Linked DNA regions of Triticum aestivum: region 2 is linked to region 1. A link is a contact called in public Hi-C data. All regions are on one chromosome and are shown on one strand. The core of a region is the stretch at or near the end of the contact, and the rest is flanking DNA. Distances in the headings are between cores, read along the strand shown.

The links. A called contact is a pair of places that touch in the nucleus more often than the background predicts.
Region 2: a contact with region 1 is called in a Hi-C map of leaf, with 4 times the contacts expected there. The contact joins the promoter of LOC123188756 here to the promoter of LOC123188752 in region 1. A contact is called at or near these places in 3 of 5 Hi-C or Micro-C datasets (all in leaf).

The regions. Positions count from the first base shown.
Region 1 is chr2A:388,508,428-388,514,158 of IWGSC CS RefSeq v2.1, forward strand. It overlaps LOC123188752 (photosystem I reaction center subunit psaK, chloroplastic), which reads right to left and starts at 4,043. Exons shown (of 2, transcript XM_044600988.1): 1 at 3,723-4,043; 2 at 3,218-3,627. The coding sequence starts at 3,872. The coding sequence ends at 3,385. It overlaps LOC123188753 (187-kDa microtubule-associated protein AIR9), which reads right to left. Exons shown (of 37, transcript XM_044600989.1): 35 at 5,458-5,490; 36 at 5,223-5,354; 37 at 4,630-5,106. The coding sequence ends at 4,930.
Region 2 is chr2A:389,054,047-389,059,109 of IWGSC CS RefSeq v2.1, forward strand. LOC123188756 (WPP domain-associated protein) reads left to right here and starts at 1,848. Exons shown (of 6, transcript XM_044600992.1): 1 at 1,848-2,104; 2 at 2,627-4,584; 3 at 4,662-4,788. The coding sequence starts at 2,087.

The sequences.
Region 1 (5,731 bases), core at 2,793-5,292:
GTGTTCATAAAACGCCATCAATTAATGGAAACTTAGCATATAAGGAACATCGAGCTAACACAAGAATGAGATGAGGATCAGATGAATACATGCCACACTAGGGAACCCGTTGGTGATGAATTCATCAATTGCAAACGGTTGTATACTAGCAAGCGTTTGCCCACAACACACATGGCTTATTCCATCACAAACAGGTCGGATAGATCAACTGTATGCCACGTATTGCACATTGTCAAAAAGTATTGTAGTAGACCTTCTTTAACATGTGTTAAAAAAGCAAGGACCTCGAGGTTAACTTAACTGATGGGATGGATCATAGATGTCATTTAATTTGATCTCTATGACTCATCCCATCAATTAATTTAACATCAAGACAACTTCCCATCCAGTTACCCATCTGAAAGCGGCTTTAGCCTGAGCACAGTTAACTTGAGAGTTCTCTTAGACGAGATATTGGTGGAACAGCTAGTCCTTGCTCATATAGGATGCCTCTTCGCATCATTATGGCATATCCGGATGACCGCCCATCGCCCAATGGCCAATAGATGTTGCATAGACAGAGCATATCACATACGTCTTATTAGAAGCAATCGTCTGTGTTATTATCGGTCTTCGCACACATTTCTGATTACAGACCTGTTTGTCGCTTATCACACACATCTTGATATATTAAACTGTTTCTGTTATCTTGGCTCAACGCAAACAGTTTATTCGAGTGAACTATTTGCCCTCTATCGCACACACTTTGATCTAACTGACCGTTTCTTTTGTTTTGCCTAATCATAAATAGTTCATCCGAATGAACCGTATGTCGTATCGCACACACCTTCATCTGGCTGCCCGTTTCTATTCTTCTGCCTCATCACAAACAGTTCATTGAACTAAATCATATGCCCTGCATCGCACACGCAACTAAAATATGAACCGTGTTTGATGCATCTGTCATCGCAAACGTTTTGCGCCTTTTTGGCGGGTTTTTACATCACCTTTTGCGACTATTGCATCGCACACAGTTTCGTCGAAGGGTCTCTGATCGTAGTGTCGTGTTAGCAGCATCCTGCAGTAGTGTGTGTGAGTAGTTCCTTAGGACCTACGGGTCCATAGTAGTATCTAGATGGCTTTCTCTTTGTTTTTTTTATTTTCAATACAATGATCTTCTCTAAGATCAATCTGATGTAATCTTTTGCGGTGTGTTTGTTGGTATCTGGTGAATTGTGGGTTTATGATCTGATTATTTATTGGATTTATTTGAGTCTCTTGTGATCTCTTTGCTGCGTAATTTTATAGCTTTGTATTTCTCTCTAATCTATCTGTCTACTTTGGCCAAATTAGATTGATTTATCTTCAGCAGGAGAGGTGCTTTGTGGTAGGTTTAATCTTGTTGTGATCTTGCCTTATGACATGAGGGGCAAAGGCACGTATTGTATTGTTGCTACTATGGATAAAACGACGGGGTTTGGTCATATTGATTTATCTTATTTTTTCTACATTATGTCATCTTGCTTAAAGTGTTACTCTGTTTGTCATGAACTTAATACTTTGAGACGCATGCTGGATAGTTGTCTTGGTGTGGGAGTAATAGTAGTAGATGCACTTGGATTAGCTGTCTACTTGTCACGGACGTAATGCCTATGTAATGATTATGACATGGATGATCATCATAACTATGCTCAATTCTATCAATTGCCTGACAGTAATTTGTTTACCCACCATTACTATGCTTTCGAGAGAGGCCTAATGAACCTGTGGCCCCTCGGTCCATTCTCCATAATACTAAGAATCCTACAATTGCTTTGTTTGCTCTCTTTATTTTCTTCTTACTTTTTATTTACTTTATCTATCACTATCAGTTTTAATCTTGCAACTGGCGAGAACAAGGGGAGTGACGACCCCTTACTTTTCTTGGGTGCAAGCAATTGATGTGTTTGTGTGTAGGTACTGTCTACATTGCTGGTGTGGTGCCTCCTACTGATTTGATAAACATTGTTTCTTAATTGAGGGGAAATACCATCTGCTACTATACTGCTTCACTCTTTCTCTTCTGGGAAACCCAACAACTCCATCGTGAGTACCAGGCGGCGTGCTGGACGACGAGCTGGGCCTCCGGGGTGGGTTGGGCCAAAGCAGCGTCCAAGGGGGTGAGCGCTTGGTCGAAAGGATGCCTGGCTCGAGCCTGCGGTAGCTTTAATCTAGATCTTCTATTGTTGGGTACGCACACGTGGCTACATGCACAGTCTACAACAGGTGTTGGGTTCTGCTGTTAGGATCGATCTCGGCGAGATCACACAAGTCGAGGGCCTCTGGTGTTGCGCGTCTTCGCTTTCCATTTGCCTCACCGTTCCAATACCTTTGTCACATCTCATGCACAGTCTCAAACTTGTCGCCTCTGAACGTGATATGATCTTCTCTCCTGCTTCCAAGCGAACCATACAAGATTGGCACCGTTCCTCTAGATCAACAATCTGCGACCTCCTTGAAACTTGCTCATGATACCACTTGTTAGAATAATTTGAGGCGATCCACTGATGACTAAGCAATCACACGAGGCACGACAGTGAGATTTGCTAACAAGGTTCACCGAACATCGGCTACATCCCTGAGCCTGACTATGGATGCTCATCTCCATGATACCGCTACAATACCACACACCAGCTCCCCTGCATGTATGTCCTGTTATGTTGGCATAGGTTGTTACTTCGTGTGTCTATAAGATACAAAAGTCCTACTATGACACCACAACATACTCTGTCTACACACCATACGACGCAGAGTCTAACTATAACCTACCTTGTACACAATATTCAGCACAACTCTAACACCAGCCGACGACACCCGCACCGAGCGACCCCTCCGGGTAGCAGCCACTACCACGCCACACGGCCAAAGAAGCTCCTCAAAGCCAGCCGAGCTTCGGCGGCGGCACCTCTGGTGACGGCGGGAGGAGAAAGGGGAGGGGTGGAAGAGGAGGCGTCGCTGGTTTCTCCTCAAGCCGTGAGAGGGGGCGACACGAGTTGTTTTGCACTTTTATTGTTACTCTCTGTGAAGAAATATAAGATCGTTTAGATCATTAACTGGTCTAAGTAGTGATTTAAACAATTTTATATTCCTTCACAGAGGGAGTACTTATTTAGTTTTTGGACTCTATGTTGTTCTTTCTATAGCACAGGACGATCTTCACCATGTGAAAGATACTATAGATGATGAAAAACGCATGGGATGAAGGAGTTGCCACACCGGCGCGGCGGTACGTCCCGCTGAAACAAAGATGCATACACATACATTGTACTACACCACATGATCAAATCACGAAGGGAGCATTAATTGATCCACTACATGGAGCGCGCGATGCGAATGCAGAACAGCTATGGACGGAAAAGGAAGGTTCTAGCCGATGATCTGGTCGAGGACGCCGGTGTTCTTGAGGCCGAGCACGATGCCGACGCCCAAGATGTGGCCGAAGGAGCCGCATGCGAGCGTGTCGGCGAGCGTGAAGCCGGCCGGGTCGCCCGTCTGCAGCCCGGACTCGCGCGCCTCCAACTTGAGCCCCGCCGTAGCCTTCCTGTTCGCCGACGGCGCCAGCCCGAACCGCCCGGCGAACAGCATCAGGGTCGTCGTCGTCACCATGATCTGCATCCGCGTATAGTAGTAATTATTTTAACCAAATAAACAATCAATGCCTGACCCATTCGCATGTATACGTAGTACTATGTGTGTGATCTTACGATGTTGGTGGAGGAGCCGATGTAGTCGCAGCGGATGCCCTGGGACCTCTTCCTCAAGGACGGCAGCGTGGCTATGGACCTGGGCGAGGAGTAGCTCCTGAGGCCGTGGAACTGCGGCACGGAGGTCATGGCGGAGAGCTGGGAGGCCATGGCTGCGGATTTGTGTGCTGTGGATGCTGCGATTGCTCAGGTGCAATGCTCAACGAGCTCCTTTCTTAAATCTTGTGGAGCCGGAGCCACACGGGGGATCGCGTGGCGAGCGGCGGCCACTCGAGGATAGGTTTCGGATCCTTGCCACCGACGTGGCGCCCCCTGGTTAGGGAGTGCCTGCCAGTTCGGATAAGATACACCACCGTGTCTAGCTCCTCTCCGTCTGTCGCTATTCTTTTGCTGACGGCATCACCGGCATGAAACGGTTCAGTAAAATAATTAGCTCTTTTCGTTACTGTTAAATAAATAAATAACTACTTCCTCCGATCCTTTTTAGTCTGTATATAAGTTTTATTCAAAGTCAAAGCATGTCTATTTTAACTAAATTTATAGAAAAAAGTATCAACATTCACAATGTCAAATTAATATTATTGGATTCATTATGAAATGTAGTTTCATGGTATATATATTTGGTATTGTAGATGTTGTTATTTTTTAATATAAATTTAGTCAAAGTTTACAAAATTTGACTTGACACAACTCTAATATGCGGAGTAAAAAGGACCGAAGGGAGTATATTTGCAACCTGCAAATTCAAAACAAAAAAAACTTGGTTTTACGTGGCACACACGAATTTGCCAATGAAAATAAAGTGTGTGATGCGTCTTCCAAGTCGTAATGTCACATACACCATGACGGTAGTACCTCAGAGCACACCGAATACCAATCCTGACATCACTACGATAAAGAGGAATGATTGATCATCAACAATATGACCTGATATTATGACGGCATGGCATGCGCAAGCTGTATTTGAATACAACACCACTCTCTCACACTCTGAAAACCCTATATACATTTCATGAGACATGTAAAAAAAACAGAGTCACAAGGGCCACTAGCTCTTGTGTGTTGGTTCTTTAGAAGAACAAAAGGATCAAACAAGCTGACACGCTACAAATCCTACAAAATACACACTACAAACCAACAAATTGCAACACCGGTATTGAACAACATACGTTCCTGATTGACGTACATTCTCAGATATATCATGTTTTCATGCCTCTATCCTGAGAAGTGAGTTGAGGGAGGTGCTGTTGAACTTTTGGGCGAGGCCCCTGATCACCAGAATGACAAGATCTCGCATATGCCGCGTTTGAACCATCAAGTCAACTTCGTTATCACCGTCAACGACAATCTTGAAACGGTGCTGATCGTTACGATATAGCTCAACCTGCAAGCCTCAAATAAATGTTAGCATAAGTGCATAGCATATTGCTGAAGAAAAATGGAGTACATATTACCAATACCAGATTGTATATATCTATCCAGTTCATGGTAACAGCTTACATGGAATGGGGGGGTGTATGTCCCTCGGGCTTCAGTAGTTGCAAATGATGTCTTGGATCCAGGCTTTACAACCTTGATTCTCTTTCTGTTGACTTCCAAAATTCTCCGCTCCAAATGTCCCATCACTTGTGCCTGTTAGTATTTTAATTAATTTTTTGGGTAAGATAGGTATATTTGGATATCTTAGTATGCTGGTGAGCCGATGCGTAAGGACATCAAAAGTTTGGGGAAATACCTTTTTTGGTGTTCGGTCCTTGTCACACAAAACCTGTTTAATGCAAAGTTGATGCACTCTAGTCAGTAGACAAAGAATAAATTTCACTAAGATAACACAAGGTATACCATTACTTTGAAGATCGCAAACATTGTAACAATATTATATTTAAAATAGTTAGTAGTGACTGGAATGTATACAATTGACTCAAGTTTGTTTTCAGATTGCATGTTTCGTGAAAAACACAATTCATTTGCCCAAATCAATGAATTTTCCACTTTGTTGTGGGGAAAAA
Region 2 (5,063 bases), core at 598-3,097, 540 kb after region 1:
GGTGGGTTGTGCCCACCCAAGGGCCCCTCTCCGGTGGGTATTGGCTCCAGAAATTCTTATTATTGGTATAAAAAATCCTCAAAAAGTTTCGTTCCAATCCGAGAACTTTTATTTCTGCACAAAAACAACACCATGGTAGTTCTGCTGAAAACAGCGTCAGTCCGGGGTTAGTTTCATTCAAATCATATAAATTAGAGTCCAAAACAAGAGGAAAGACGTGAGAAAAAGTAGATACGTTGGAGACGTATCAGTGTCGATGGTGGACCAGTCATGTAACTTGGGGACGAGGCTGGAGTCGACGGTGCCGTCCACGTGATCAACGAGATGATACTCCCGAAACACGAGGGAAAAGTAGGTCTTCCACGTGTAGTACGAGGAGTCCGCCTGAGACGAACCGGCACCCGCTCGAAGATGTTGAGGCTGCGGATGTCATTGACGTCGGGAGGGTTGGCGTCGGCGAATGGGTTGGAGTTGGTGGACACGGAGGAGGTGACGGACGACATAGCGAGGACGGGACGGAGTGGGCAGCTCGGGTGATGCGGCTGGCGGACGAGCGGCAGTGACTTTGCGCCAGCAGCAACGGAGATGTGGTTCGGACGGCTCGAGTGATGCAACAGTGGTGAGGCAGCAGCGGCTAGGCGGGTTCGCGGAGCGGTGATGCAGCAGCGGCTAGGCGGGTTCGCGGTGCGGTGATGCAAGAGCGGCTAGGCGGGTGCGCGGGTGGCGGGTGGCGGGCGGCTCACGGGGGCGGTTGGCGCGCGGGAGACGGGAGTCGCGCGTCGCGCGAGAGGCAGGTCATTCGCGGGAGGGGTAGCGCGCGGCTCGCGGGGGCGGTTGGCGCACGGGAGGCACGTCATGCGTCATGCGGGAGGCTGCCGTGGATTGATTGGCGGCGGCAGGGAGATCGGGTGAGCGGGAGATGGCGGCGGAAGCGAGAAAAGCTAAAAAAAACTGATATCATGTAGCATATGTGAATTGTACGATGTATTGCTCTTGATGCATAAACACGTATATATGACGTATAAAGATGGACCATGAACCCCAACTATATAAGAAACTAGAAAACGGGCCCAATATATAATATGCACATAACACATATACTCAACAGTATCAACTGTTGATAATCATTGCTTTATATATTGAGCTGGACTAAAGCTTTTTTTTTGAAAATTAAAAAGCACACATAAAAAGGAGGGTCAGCCTTTGACTTGTCTAGAAAAAAGTATCAATGACCTATTAATGTCGTGCTTTAAAATTCGATTCTTCGAGCCTATAATTAGGACATCCTTACTTTAGTCATGCGAAAAGAAAAACGATTGATACGCGATTACTTGAGTCATTAACTAAAAATAGATACTACGATGAATCAACCAAGAGTAAAATAACCCTAAAAAAACCAAGAATAATATAACCGCAAATGAAGGGACAAATATTTGGCAGCAAAGACAAGAGACCAAAAGTCAAGGAAAAAGCCCAAGGGCAAAAAGCCATGGGAGCGGCGAACCAGCTCGCCACACCGGGCACATCCGACGGCCACCCTCAAACTCATGCGCATCTCCCTCGCTCTTGTCCCGTACTGTACGTGTATAATCAGTCCAGCTCAGCACCCCACTCTCTCTCTCTCTCTCTCTCTCCCTCTCCCCCACCGACTGCTGGGCCCCAGCCACACAGCACGTGTCCCACACTACGCGGTCGCTACACACTCCCACCTCCCAACCACCCCGCCGTCCGATGGGCCCCGCGTTGAAATGGACCCCGACGTCAGCTTCTCCGTGCCGTGCGATCAAAAATGGCCGTGCCGCAGCTGGTCCGTTGGTTATTATTACCACCCCGCGCCGTCCGCCTCGCCCCGCCCCGCCCCGCCCGGTGGTGACTTGTCTGGTGTGTCGTCTTCCCCGCGGCAAGCCAAGCCAAGCCAGCGATCGGCCGCCTGGTCCAATCCTCAGCCCGCTTTCACCGCTCCCTCCTCCACCGCCTCTCTGTCCTTGCCCTCTTCTCCCGCTGCAACCACCTCTCCCAACCCTAGCTCCTCTCCTCCCCTTCGGGGCGGCCACGGCTTTCGGAGCCGGAGCCGCAACTCCTGCCCATGGCGCAGATCGAGCCCGTAAGTGTTTCTCCGCGCTCCCGCTTCCGCTTCCTTTTGCACTGTCAATTTTGGCGGTAAATCAACCGTCTCGGCTCGGGGTTGGGTTGAGCTTGCTTGTTAACCGAGTGTCACCCGCTGCCGCTGGTTGTAACTGGAAACGCGTGTCAGCCGTTTTTGTTTATGGTTCTATGGACAGCCGAGGGAGCTGCGCGAGAGAATCAACTGTGCGCTCTGCTGTTGGTTGGCTTCCTACCAGTATTTGGTAATGGTAGGGATAAGAAGAGCAGGGAGAACCAACTGCTGTTAGACTTCCGTGCATTTTTACCGCAACTGGTTTTTTTGGTGTGGGCTGGACTGGAGTAGATACAATTTTTGCTGTTTGCTGCCCATTGTAATGGCCGGCCGTTAAGTGAGAAGCGAATTGTACATCACAATGAGGCAACACTGTGCCCCGCTTGCACATTTTTCTACTACTGCCAAAGCGTAAACATCATCCTAGAACTAATTGTTTGTAATTTTTCTTTAAAATAAATGCTGCAGGTGTTTGACCAAGGAATGGATCCATTTCTTGCTAGGCTGACCATACCAGCAGCCAACACTAGCCAATCCCGATGCACACCTCACAATGGTTTGTCCTTGCTCAATCGGCCTTCTCTCGACACACCCTCGTCTTTGGAAGGTTCACCAGTGCCACCACCGCCATCCTTGTTCTCCTGCAATTGCAGCTGTGATATCGGAAGCAACTTTGAGGCGTTTGCAACTGTAATGTCGCGGCTACACCAACACCTTCTGGATGCAGATGTAGAGATCAACTACACAGACTACTTAGATTTGATGAAACTGGAAGTCGATCAACAGCTTAATAGGCTCAAGGAGGATATGATGCTCTTGAGAAGCCAGAACTTTGTTCATGACAGTGATGCAGATGTTTCATGCCCTGTGATATGCCATCATGGAAAGCCAATAGTAGAGATAGATGAGGTGTTCAATGACCTTAAGCTACTCTTGATACTGGTGTTCCGGCAAATTAAGGACATGTTGAGCCTGTTCAACGCTTCAATTCACGATCTTCAGTGGGAGCATGACTTGCAATTAGAGGTCACCGGCATTATGATTGGAGACTGTATCAGAACTCTTGAGGATGAGCTAGAGAGGAGGTTTTTTGAACAAAGTTCCATTGTTAACAATCTAAGGGAGAACCGGAAGGAAACTGTGGTTCAGTGCGGTGCAATCCGTCAAGAGTTGATGTCTATTTCGGATATGCTGTTACCTTCAGAAGATGAATCACATAGTCCCCGCAGTAAGCATGAAAATCTGGGTAACAGGAGTAACAGATGGAAATACAATCTCTTAAGAAATAAAACAGGGGAGGAACACTCTGCATCTTCCAGTGTGGAAACCAAGAAGTCTGCAACACAGAGATCTGTAAGTCCCAGAGAAGTAATTTCTGAAAAATCCGACTTTCGGCATCTCAAGGGTTCAACTGGGGAAGAAATCATAAACTACTTCAGATCTGAGATTAGTAAATTAAAGAGGTTGCATGAATTGTACTTACAAGATAAAACGGAAGAGCTGTTCAAATTCAAACGAGAGAAGGCGTCATTAGATCTTAAGCATGATCTAGAATTTGAGCATCTAAGAAAGAAAGTTCCTGACATCATTTCAAGGGTTGACACAATCATTGCTAGTACCATAAAGGCACCTACAGTTTGCAGCACTAGCGAGGCACTTGAGGAAAATTGCAGATTGGATAATAAAATTGATTCATTGTACCTTGAAAACCAGCACCTTAGAGGTTTGCTTGCAGAAAAGATGAATGATATTAAGGAATTATCGTGCCAGATATCTGATGCCAGGAGGGAAATATCACTTCGATTGTCACTTGAAGAACAAATTATGAGACAAGTCGGCATCATTAAAGGAGACTATGAGGATCTCTATGTTGAAAGCACTATTAGAGATGAAGTATACCGAACTGTGACAAGAAATTTTGTTGATGACTGTAGGACCAGCATGGAAGATGCCTCACGGAATTCTCAAGCAGAAGTGTCCTCACTTGAAGCTAAACTCTCAGAAAGGGAGAAGGCATTGCGTTTAGCTAATGAAGAAAATCAGAAGCTAACAGAAAAGTTGTTGTTACTAGAAAAGGAACACTTCATTGAAAATAATCATGAAAATCCAGAGCTAACCAAGCAAGAGAGTGATGAAATGATACTTCGTGATATCGAGATGGAGCCTCATGTATCAGCAAGATCATACGAGAGTTGTGAGCAGAGTATGGAGGATAAGGAGCTCGTCAAACTGAGCCAGACTACAGAGATTGCCTCAACTACCTTACATGAAGTTGAAACAAAAAAGTTGGAATACAATGGGTTTCTAGGCAAAAATGAGCACATAATACAACTAGATTTCATTATGGTATCTATTATGGATTTATCAAAAGAATTTGTGGAGATTGAACATAAAATTTCAGGAGACATCAAAGGAAATGAGAAAAGGTATGTGCATCTATCTTCTGAATATAATCCATATTGTTGATTCTCACACAAATTGATACGAGTATTGCTGAATTCAGATCAGATGATCTGAGGGATCAATGCAACCATGTGGTTCAACAGGCAATAGTACTAACAAAGAAGGGCCTCTCATATAAGCAAATGCTAGACCGAAGACGGTCCGAGCTTCGAAAAGCTGAAGCTGAGGTATTTCTTTTCTGGTCATATCTGATGTTGGTTTTTAAACAAGGGACCAATCCTTTCCAATTGATCTTATGTTGAGAGGTATCTAATTCATAAGGGCATTTCTTATCCCCGCAAAAAAGGGCACTTCTTATTTATGGCTATAATCAAGTAGACAGTGAATTATCCTGATTGAAAGGCTGCGTGATACAGGCGAAGACGCTTTAGTGGGTGTTTGGTTGGGCTTAACTTTGGTTTTTGGAGTTTGGCTTATAAGCCAAAAAAGAACCTAGTTTTGT